Regions from separate parts of the Sus scrofa genome. Here region 1 is linked to region 2. Evidence: chromatin contacts called from public HiChIP or PLAC-seq data. All regions are on one chromosome and are shown on one strand. Each heading gives the region's core, a stretch centred on a gene start, on an enhancer-like site or on the middle of the called end of the contact. The rest is flanking DNA. Distances are from core to core; before and after follow the strand shown.

Region 1 (4,995 bases), core at 547-3,046, 400 kb before region 2:
ATTTCACATCGCTAAGCAATTCCATATCCAGGTGGCACCTGGTCCACAGACAACCTTGAAAAGTTCAAATCCCCTCCTGAGTGGTGCTGGGCAAATCATTTCATCATTCCTCCTGCACCTCGGTTTCCTCATCTGTAGAAAGAAAATGTGCTCCATCTCCCTCTGTTTGACCCTCCAAATCCACTCCATCTTCTCTCTCCCTGTCCTGGGCCCCACTGTACGGAGCACACGGATAAGTTTTCTGGCTCTCTTGTTCTCAGCATAAAGCACCAGCAGGTTGTCTGGAGAGAGGAAGAGAGGCATTCAGGGTATTTCCTCCTTCACCTTAATCCCTGATGGGAAACTGGGGCTGCACCCTCTGACCTCTCAGGTGCCCTCTCTACACAACCATCCTGGAAAACTGGCCACTCCCCTCACCTCTTCCAGCCTAAAGGAGAACACTAAAGGTCCTGCTGTTACTAGCCCTGAGATACTGAACCATCACTCCTGACCTAGACACAGTAGTCCCTTTATTGACCTTTCTCACACCATCCTAATTTGAACGTGCCACCTGGGATCCTCCGGCTGCGATCCTGGATTACACAGAAGATACTGCCACCTGCATCTCATAAGGTAACTGCTAACACCAAGCCCTAGGCACTAATTACCGTTATGACAATTCAATGTGTGCGAATCCTTTCTCCCAATTTACAGAAGAGGAAGCGGAGGCTCAGGGAAATTAAGAAACTGGTCCAAACATATGCAGGTGTGTAAGAGCCAGATCTGGGTCTTGGCCTCCAGACGCTAAAATCTCTACCTCTCCATTTCTATTACCACCGTCACAGTCGCTATTTTCCCTACCACGCCACAGCCTATCATTGTCATTCCTACAGACAAATAATTCTCTCTTAAGAAGACAAATTTATTTCTACTGCTGGACACAGTTTAACAGTGTGGCTAAGAGTGGGAGTTCTGGAGTCGATTCGAAGTTCAAGGCCTGACCCGCCACCTGCAGGAAGTGTATTCTTGAGCAAGAGAATTCCCTCCACCAGGAGCCTCAGTTTCCTCCCGTAAAACGGGAAATACGCTACTTCCTTCACCGGGTCGTGTGAGGGTTCAACGGGATAACGGTTGCAAAGCTCCGATCGAGCGGTAAGCGCTTGAAGGTCTGGTTTGGCGGCCTTGGCGGCTTTATTCCCGCCGAAGACCGGGGAGGCGGGCCGGGGCCTAGGGACCCAAGGAAAGAAGCCCGCCGCCCACCCCGCGGCCCACCTGCTCCTCCAGTCGCTCGATCTCCAGCTGGTTCTTCTCCTCCTCTTCGTCGTACTCCCACTCGTACTCCCCGGGGGAGCTCTCGGCTGAGGAAGCCATGGCGTACTCCTCATCTCCATCGCTCTCACTCACGCCTTCCTCCTGCTGGTCCCACTCTGGCCCGATGGTCTTGTACGTCGCAGCAGCCACAGCCCGCGATAACACCTTCCTCCTCGTCCTGGCCGCCTTAGCCTCATCTTCTTCTCCCTCGGCCTTGGGCCCGGCCTTTGGCTCTGCCTCCGCTTCCGAAGCCGATGCTGCGGCCGCCGTCGCCATCTTGCGCTTCCAGTGCCTCCTGGGTCCTCACTCAGCCGCCAAAGACCCTCTGAAATAGGAGCTGCCCGCGGAGCGCGCCTGATCAAAATCCCCCTCTCTTGCCACCTAAAGAGAAACTGTGAGCCTCAGATGAGGGAAAAATCTAGAAATACAACAAATCTATGTCACTTTATATGCTTTTAGTAATTCTCCTTAAGGGTAAAAAACTCGCTAACAGGGCATGTGTTCCGCCACAACTCGGGACAGAAATTAGGTCCTTAGACAGGAAGTGGACGCCATAGAGGAAGTCATGGACAGAGCGTGATGATCGACGTTCAGTGTTTGGCGCCATCTTGAGAAGGTCAAAATGATTCTTGGCATAAACGGCTCTTACTGCCTGGTCTGACTTGGCGCGTAGTTCAGTCTCCCCAGCAACCGAGCCTCACATGCAGAGAAAAGTCCAAGTCCTCAGGGAAGGATCAATTGCACGACTCATGAGAAAAACTCATTTCCCCTTTATGTAATGCCTGGTGCCTAGTAGTTAGACACACACGTGAGTTTTCATTTTATAAGCTCCTGTTCTGTAACCCAACATTAATAAATCATATTATTAAGCATCTATTTAGAATCTCTTCATTGCCAGGCCTTGTCATATAAATTGTGTTTGCTTTTTAATAAAGGAATAGACATAAACGTAAATTTTTATTAAGTTTGGACAAAGTATTCGTTTAATTAAGCTTCCTATTTTTTGAGGTAGGAAAGTCTTGCTGTGTCTATTGCCTTTCTCTCTCGTTAGCAAGCTTAATTATGTCAGAAATTATGTCTGTTTTTGTTTGGGATCCCCAAAACACCCCGACACAAAGTGGACATTCAAAACATACTTGCTCAACGGGTGAAATAGTTGTCCTTGAATTAGTACACAAGAGATCAAGGTTTAGAAGGACGATGTCATTCGTCTAGGATCACACAGCCAGTAAGGAGCAGAGCTGGGATTCTAGTTGAGGATTGTCCAAGTTTGCATCCCAACTGAGTCTAACTCTCAGGGCAACCTCAGACAAGTTCCTAAACCTCTCTGACCCTCAACATTCTAAGCAGCAAAACAGGGCTAAGAAAGGTGGAATGGTTGATCCTCTGTGCCGCATTCCGGCAGTGGACTTTGTGAACATAAATTTGCGTCCGGAACTCCAGCCTGAAGCCCCTCAGACCCATAACCCAGCACGGAGGAAAAACCGTCCTGCGAATTCAGACCTTTGGGCTCCACGCCTCGCCGGACTCGGAGGGGCGTGGTCAAGGCGGGGCCAAGGCGCGGACTCAAGCACCGAGCGGGAGGGCGCAGGCGCAAAGTCGCCGGGACTTTAGAGGGGCGCGCTCCAAGCCGGGTGCCAACTCGTGCACGAGCCCCTCCCCTCGGTCTCGCGTTCGGCCTGCGCAGGCGCAAGTCCGCAAGATGGCGGCGGCTGGCGCCGGCCGTCTAAGGCGGGCGGCTTCGTCCTGCTGCTCCCGGTCCCGCGCCTGCCTGCTCGGGAGCTGTCAGCTCCGGCTCGGCTCTATCACAAGAAGGTAGGGGCGGGCGAGGGCGTGCGCGGGGCCTGCACCAGCCGGGGAACTAGGACCGCCGAGAGGACTTAGGCGTACTACCAAAGGCCTGGCCTAGGGACGACTGGCCGGCCGGCTTTGCGCGGCCCGGGGAACGCCACTGCGGCCCAGGAAACGGGGCGCCCCTCGCACGAGTCCGCCTCGACCAACTTTCTCTCGATGCGCAAGTGCACTAACGGCGCCTGAAATAAGAATGACAGTTTCGGCTCGTCCAGCGGCGACTGCCCGTGGGCCCGGCCGCTGTCTTTAATCTCTTGCACCCAAGCCTTTAAAATTCCCAACCGCCCAGCAAGCAGGGTTCTGCTGTGACCTGACAGCCGAACTCCAGGGACAGACACACACAGAATGGCGCGGGCTCCGGCCTCACCTAAGGCCACTGCTCTAGCCAGGTGACCTTGGGCAAGTTACTGCTCTGAGCTGAACCTGTTTTACCACTTATCATATGGGGGGGCTCTTAGCAGTCCCCCTACACGAGACCGTGCCTGCGGGGTCCTCCTCTGCTTGGTGCCTGGCACAGGGAGGCCACTTAGGGTGCTGCTGCTATTATTGTTGTAGGAGCTCAGAGCCTCCGAATGGGGATGGACATGTAACCAAGTCATAATGCTTTCATTTTTGTTTAGTTTTGTTTGGGGTGGTGGGGAGCTGTGAGTAGAGATAGGTGCGTAGTTTGAAGACTTTACATTCCAGGGGCGTGAGGTCCGTAAACGTAAAACTCTTTCACTCTAGAACCGGTTAACTACAGAATGCAGCAGATCAACACGGGGCAGAAAGTCTAGACTGGACTTTGTCTTGTAGGTCCTAGGGCTTGGACTCAAAATCCGTGGACAGATAAGTGGGCGGAGGGGACTGGAAGATTGGGATACTTACGGCTAACTAGTAAACAGACCTCAAAGTTTTTAAAACCTTCCATGTGCCAGTTTGAGCTTTTTTGCTTTGTTTTGGGTTTGTTTTTTGTTTTTCTCTTCTGGCTGCAACGCATTTGCCCATGTTCTTGTCTTCCCCAGCTCAGGAGGGTGTGTTGTTGACAGTCCACGCAGAACGAATTGGTGCTCTCAGCCTTGCAGCCACCAGGGCGCACTGTGCACCAGAGGGTTCAGGGCCCTGAAATACAGTGAAAGGACTGTTTTTATTTATTATCGCCCACAAGTGGACGCATTCCTAGTCTTGTCCCTCCTGTAATAGTCTCCTTGAAGCTTCTGGGAAACACTTATTTCTGGACCATACTTACTTTTACAATTTTTGAATGGTAAGTATTATGCTTTGATAGATCCTTTGAGATGTATCTTATGGAGATAAAAAATGGTGTTTGAGCCCAACTCTGATGCCTCAGGTGGTTAAAGGTCAATTATTTGTGGTTCAAAACCCTGCAGAACAAAGCCAGATCTTGCAGATTTTTCTGCCTTATTATGAATCTCTGAAGGTAATTGGAGAGGCGACACACAAAGACTTTGGGTGGCCAGTGGTTCTCATTGACCTGAGCATAAGCCTTCCCGCCCAGGTAAAACTTGGTATTTCGTGACACCTGCTGGGTTCGGTTTGCTGACTTCAAACGTGCCATCAAAGTCGGGGAGATCAATACCAAAAAAGAGTAATTGTGATTTCTCTTCACCCTCTCGTTTCAGGTTGTTGATCATTATGAAAATCCCCGAAACGTGGGGTCCCTTGACAAGACAGCTAAAAATGTTGGAACCGGATTGGTGGGCGCTCCGGCCTGTGGCGATGTAATGAAATTACAGGTACCCTTGGTTTCCATCTTTACTGGTGGTTAACAGTGATCCAATCACTTGTACAGTATTCCCTAGTTGACAGAGCGTTTGCACGTGCAGCGTTGCATTCGGTCCCCATCTTGATTCC
Region 2 (5,062 bases), core at 1,222-3,721:
GAGATTCAGCCATTTTCTTGAATAAATGCTCATCAGGTTGCTGCTAGCCTTTTGGTTACTTTCCAGAGTTCTGAAAAAGTTGATTCTGATCATTTTCTGATCTTTCATTGCTTTTATGGAGGAGCTAGTTTTCAGAGGTTCTATCTGTTTTTGTTGCTGATGTTGCACCTCACACATTCTTTTTATATTCCTGTACTTTGTTTTGTCTTTTTATCTTTTAGGGCTGCACTGGTGACTTATGGAGGTCCCCAGGCTAGGGGTCCAATTGGAGCTGTAGCCACCAGCCTACGCTACAGCCACAGCAATGCAGGATCTGAGCCGAGTCTGCAACCTATACCACAGCTCACGGCAACGCCAGATCCTTAAACCACTGAGTGAGGCCAGGGATCAAACCCGAGTCCTCATGGATACTAGTCGGGTTTGTTAATCACTGAGCCACGACAGGAACTCCCATATTCCTGTACTTCTTCACTGCACTTATAATGATGTTTGATTAGTCATTTCTGCAAGTAACTTTTTAATGTCTATCTTTCCTGACTGGAATATAAGCTTCGTAAAGACTGTGGCTACATCAGGGAGTTCCCATTGTGGCTCAGTGTGTTAAGAACACGATGTAATCTCTCTGAGGATGCAGGTTCAATCCCTGGCCTTGCTCGGGGGGTTAAGAATCCGGCAATGCCACAAGCTGTAGTGTAGGTCACAGATGTAGCTCAGATCCAGTGTTGCTGTGGTTGTGATATAGGCTGGCAGCTGTAGCTCTGATTGTACCGCTAGCCTGGGAACTTCCATATGCTGCGGGTGTGGCCAGAAAAAGAAAAAATATATAGTAAGCTATATTTATCTCATTCATAGACTCATGTCTGGAATATGTATTAATTCATTTACTTTCACTCAGTAAACCGTTGCTAAAATCCTACTATGGACAAGCACCCTGCTAAAGACTGAGGAGAGAGAAGAGATAAAATGGACAAAATTTCTGCCTTCATTGAGCTTATATTTTTGTTGAGGAAAACTGGCAATAAAAAATTATACCGTGGAGTTCCCTGGTGGCCTAGTAGGTTAAGGATCTGGCATTGTCACTACAGCAGGGTAGGTTCCATCCCTGGCCCAGGAACTTCCACATGCTGTGGGCAAGGCCAAAAAAAAATTATACCATATATGGCATGTCAGATGATGCTAAGTGCTGTGGGGGAAAATAAAGCAAAGAAAGGAGGTAGAAATACGAATGTGGAAGGGGGTTTATATGGTTGGGCAGGGAAAGTCATTTAACATATACAATATAATAGTTTTTAATGAAGTATGCACTTGTGTAACAACTCTGCAATCAAGATATAGAATGTTTCCATTACCCCAAAAGTTTGTCTCTGGCTCCAGACAACCACTCATCTGCTTTTATTACTCTAGATTAATTCGTATTTTTTAGAATTGATATAAACAGGAGCATAAAGTACATATTTTTTGTGTCTGGCTTCTTTCATTCAGCATGGCTTTGAGATTCATAAATGTTTTTGTGTTTTTCTAGTAGTGCTTCTTATTTATAACAGTAATATTCTATTGTATGGATACAACACATTTTATCTATCATTGATTCATGAACATTTTTGGATTTTCCAAATTTGGAGCTATTATGAATAAAGTAGCTGTGAACATTCAAATCTTTGTGTAGATTTACATTTTCATTTCTCTTGGATAAATAAATACTGAAGAATGAAATGGCTGGGTCATTGTGGTACATTATGTTTATCTCTATAGGAAATGGCCAGCTTTCCAAGTGTATGTATTATTTTACATTCCCATCAGTGATGTATGAGTGTTCCAGTTGCTCCAAATCCTCATCAACACATATCAACTCTGCAACTACTCTTATCACTTCCAAATGATCTCTATTTCTCTATCTCCGTGTTTTACCAAGGATAAAGTGCTTACTTCTGAATGTAAAGATGACTTTGGGTGATACATGAGATAAACATTTGTCCTATTTGAATGATCAAATACAGATACTTACTGTCATGGATATTAGAAAAATATTGTTTTTTCCAAATATGAAAACAATCTAAAAACATTAAAAATATTTATGTGATATAGGTAAAAAACGAAATGAAATAGTAAAAGTTATGTTTGGATATAACACACCCCCCCATTTAGGATGCTACACAAATAGCTGAAGCTTGTTAAAATGCAGATTCTTGAGTCTCACACTGATTATATTCTGATCCATTTGGCTTATAATAATAACTAACGGTGGCCAAGCCGTGATGCCGCTTTCACATCGAAAAAGAAAAATGACCCAGGGTCCATTCGGAAATAGGACATCTCTATTATGAACGGAGCCCGGGCAAAATTTGAAAACCAAGCAGCCCGGGACCACAGGGCCTTCCTCAGTAACCGACGCGGACGCCCGTTGCTAAGGGGGAAAAGGAAGAACAAGGTTGTGGTCCCTTTACTCTAGTCCTCCGGAAAGAACTACTTCCGGTTCTTCCGGGAGCCCGTCCTGCGGTCTACCCTCCCCGAAGGAGCTGGGACTTTGGCCGTGGGTTCCGCCGCCTCCGGAGCCCTCGAAGCCCTGGGTCCAGCCGCGGTGATATGGGCGGGGGCGGCGGCAGGCCTCCCGCGCAGCCGCGATGCTGAGCTCCCGGGCCGAGGCGGCGATGACCGCGGCGGACAGGGCCATCCAGCGCTTCCTGCGGACCGGGGCGGCGGTCAGGTGAGCTTTGGGGGGGCGGGGCGGCCGGGGAGGCCGAGACCAAGGTGCCCAAGCTGGCGTGTGACGGTCTTATCACGCCTCAGTCAGGGTCCCCAGGGCCGAGTGAGAATTTGGAGGTTTCTGCGTCCGGAAGGGTTGGAGGCCTAGGCCTTGAGGCGGAAGAGGCGACGAGCCTCCAGGGCCTGCAGATTCGGCAACGCTGATTTTGTCCGTACTCCTCGATTCCGCTGGCGCTCTCAGTTTTATCAGTGCCCCCTCTACCCACCTCCTTAGGCTGCCAGTGCCTCCTCCAATCCTGTCACTGTCCCCAGAACTTCCAGGGATCCTTCGGCTTGTCAAGGCCCCGAATTCTGTCAATGGCCCTCAGAGCTCTCAGCGCCTCACAGGCCTTCCAGGAAGCCTTCATCCTTCAGTATACCCCCAGTCCTTCTGAGCTCCCCAATCATGTCAGTTCCTGGCTTGCTCGGGTTCCCCAGTCTTGCCAGGCTCCTCAATCCTGCCATGGTTCTCACAACCCTGTAAAGTGCCCCGGGCTTACTAGCGGCCCCCCGCCCCCATTTTGTCAGTATGCCTATTTCTGTCACACACACACACACACCCAATTTTGCCAGGGATCCCTTAGTCTGTGTGGGTCCCTAATCTTATCTGTGACTCCTTATCTTGCAAGGGTCTCTAAACCAGTCAGGCTCACAGTCCTGTTAAGAACCCCCCCGCATTCCTGCTAGGACCTCCCAGTAGCATGGGCCCCCAGTACTGTCAGGGTCCTTATTTCCCTTCTCCTGCTCCAGGCTTTAGAACTGAGCACTGCAGCTCCCTAACCCCTGCCCCACCCCCACTGACCCTAAGTGACTGGGACCCTCCCTCTGGATCCAAAGCAGGTCTGAAGAGCTTATTATCCCAGAGCAGGAAAATCCTCTATGGTGATCATGTCCAAGGCCCCTATTCCTCTGATGGGAAATAGGCCAGGAAACGGCCTTGCCTGTGATCCTACAGCTGACCTGACAGCAGAGCTTTTTACTCCCAAGCCCTACTACTCTCCTTGTGTTGTGGGATTTCCAGTGTCACCACTGGCCCCTGGTTTTTTTATGCATGTCCTTCTTAGGACCTGGGCAAGACCTCTCTTCCATCCCCTTGACATTCTGACCTTCAGTTTCCCCATGAGCTTCGTGGGTTGAGGCACAGACTTGGCAGCCAAGCAGGAGTTCAGATCCACGTGGTCTTCCTTACTTTGACCAAGTTGGCTGCATCTCTTAGTTTCCTCAACTATAAAAATGGAGATGATAATAGAACCTACCTCCATGGGATTGTTTTGAGGGTGAGATACAGTTATCACAGTGCCTGGCATAGTGCACGCACCTTTAGGTATTAATGTTCAATTAGAGGATTTCAAAGCACTTGTAAAGGGCTTTAGAATTTCAATGAAGGTTTTTAACCTTTCCAGGCACTTTTGTGAATATACCTATTGTGTAAAAATCAGCACAAGGGATGCATTAAGAAATTTCGAGAATAACTTTCATGAGTGAAGCTGAGATTACAGTACTTAGTTGCAACAGCTAACATTTATTAAAGCTCTTACTGTGCACCCTATGCCTTAACACTTAATCAGTCTTCACAACCACTCTATAAGCTGAGTCTTGGAGTTCCTGCTGTGGCACAGCAGGTGAAGGATCTGGCGTTGCCACAGCTGTGACTCACATTTGATCCCTAGCCTGGGAACCTCCATATTCCATTGGACAGATGAGGAAGCTGAGGCTCCAAAGGTGAAACGGGGTAAGAGCATTTCAATGGGGTAAGGTGAAACAGGAAAGAGAGCAGAACCAGACTTGAACCAGATTATGCATTTCCACTTTCTGTACACATTCTCCTTACACTGCCGTGGGAGAATGAAGATTTATTTGGAATTCAGTCATCAGTTATGTATCACATCAGCCATGACATTGGGAAAATGTTGGTTGACATCAGTCAGTTACTGATATCACCAGACTCTTCCCTGAGTTATTGTGACTGAATTGAAATCAAAACAATGTTCACATGATCCGCATGTTGGGATAAGAATATATCACACGCACACACACACAAACACGTATCTAACACATATATACAAGTGTGTGTTGCACATTTATACATATGTACATATTTATGTTGTTTGCTTTATTTAGTGGAAATACATAGCTTGTATGAAGACAATGTTTTAAATTGCTGGTAAAGTTTATTTGTAGTAGAAGTATAACTTCATTGTTTGCCAAGCCTTAATTGAAGAAATCTGTAATTTCATAAGTATTTAGAGGATCTTTTATACTATTATATGCCTCCCCGCCCTTCCATTTGATAATCTAAAAGGTAAATGCATTTCTATGT

What was found. HiChIP or PLAC-seq counts read pairs in DNA pulled down with a chosen protein or histone mark.
Region 1: a contact with region 2 is called in an H3K27ac HiChIP or PLAC-seq map of alveolar macrophages. The contact joins the promoter of SART3 here to the promoter of USP30 in region 2. A contact is called at or near these places in 2 of 5 promoter capture datasets (fetal liver and liver), 1 of 47 Hi-C or Micro-C datasets (embryonic fibroblasts) and 1 of 2 datasets of contacts at active chromatin or transcription factors (alveolar macrophages).

What each region holds. Positions count from the first base shown.
Region 1 is chr14:42,220,553-42,225,547 of Sscrofa11.1, reverse strand. It overlaps SART3 (squamous cell carcinoma antigen recognized by T-cells 3), which reads right to left and starts at 1,796. Exons shown (of 19, transcript XM_005670755.3): 1 at 1,252-1,796. The coding sequence starts at 1,566. ISCU (iron-sulfur cluster assembly enzyme ISCU, mitochondrial) reads left to right here and starts at 2,978. Exons shown (of 6, transcript XM_003359136.3): 1 at 2,978-3,032; 2 at 3,035-3,105; 3 at 4,764-4,877. The coding sequence starts at 2,993. LOC106507249 (a long non-coding RNA gene) reads right to left here. Exons shown (of 2, transcript XR_002338860.1): 2 at 4,265-4,994.
Region 2 is chr14:41,816,346-41,821,407 of Sscrofa11.1, reverse strand. It overlaps USP30 (ubiquitin carboxyl-terminal hydrolase 30), which reads left to right and starts at 2,471. Exons shown (of 14, transcript XM_001929284.6): 1 at 2,471-2,704. The coding sequence starts at 2,622.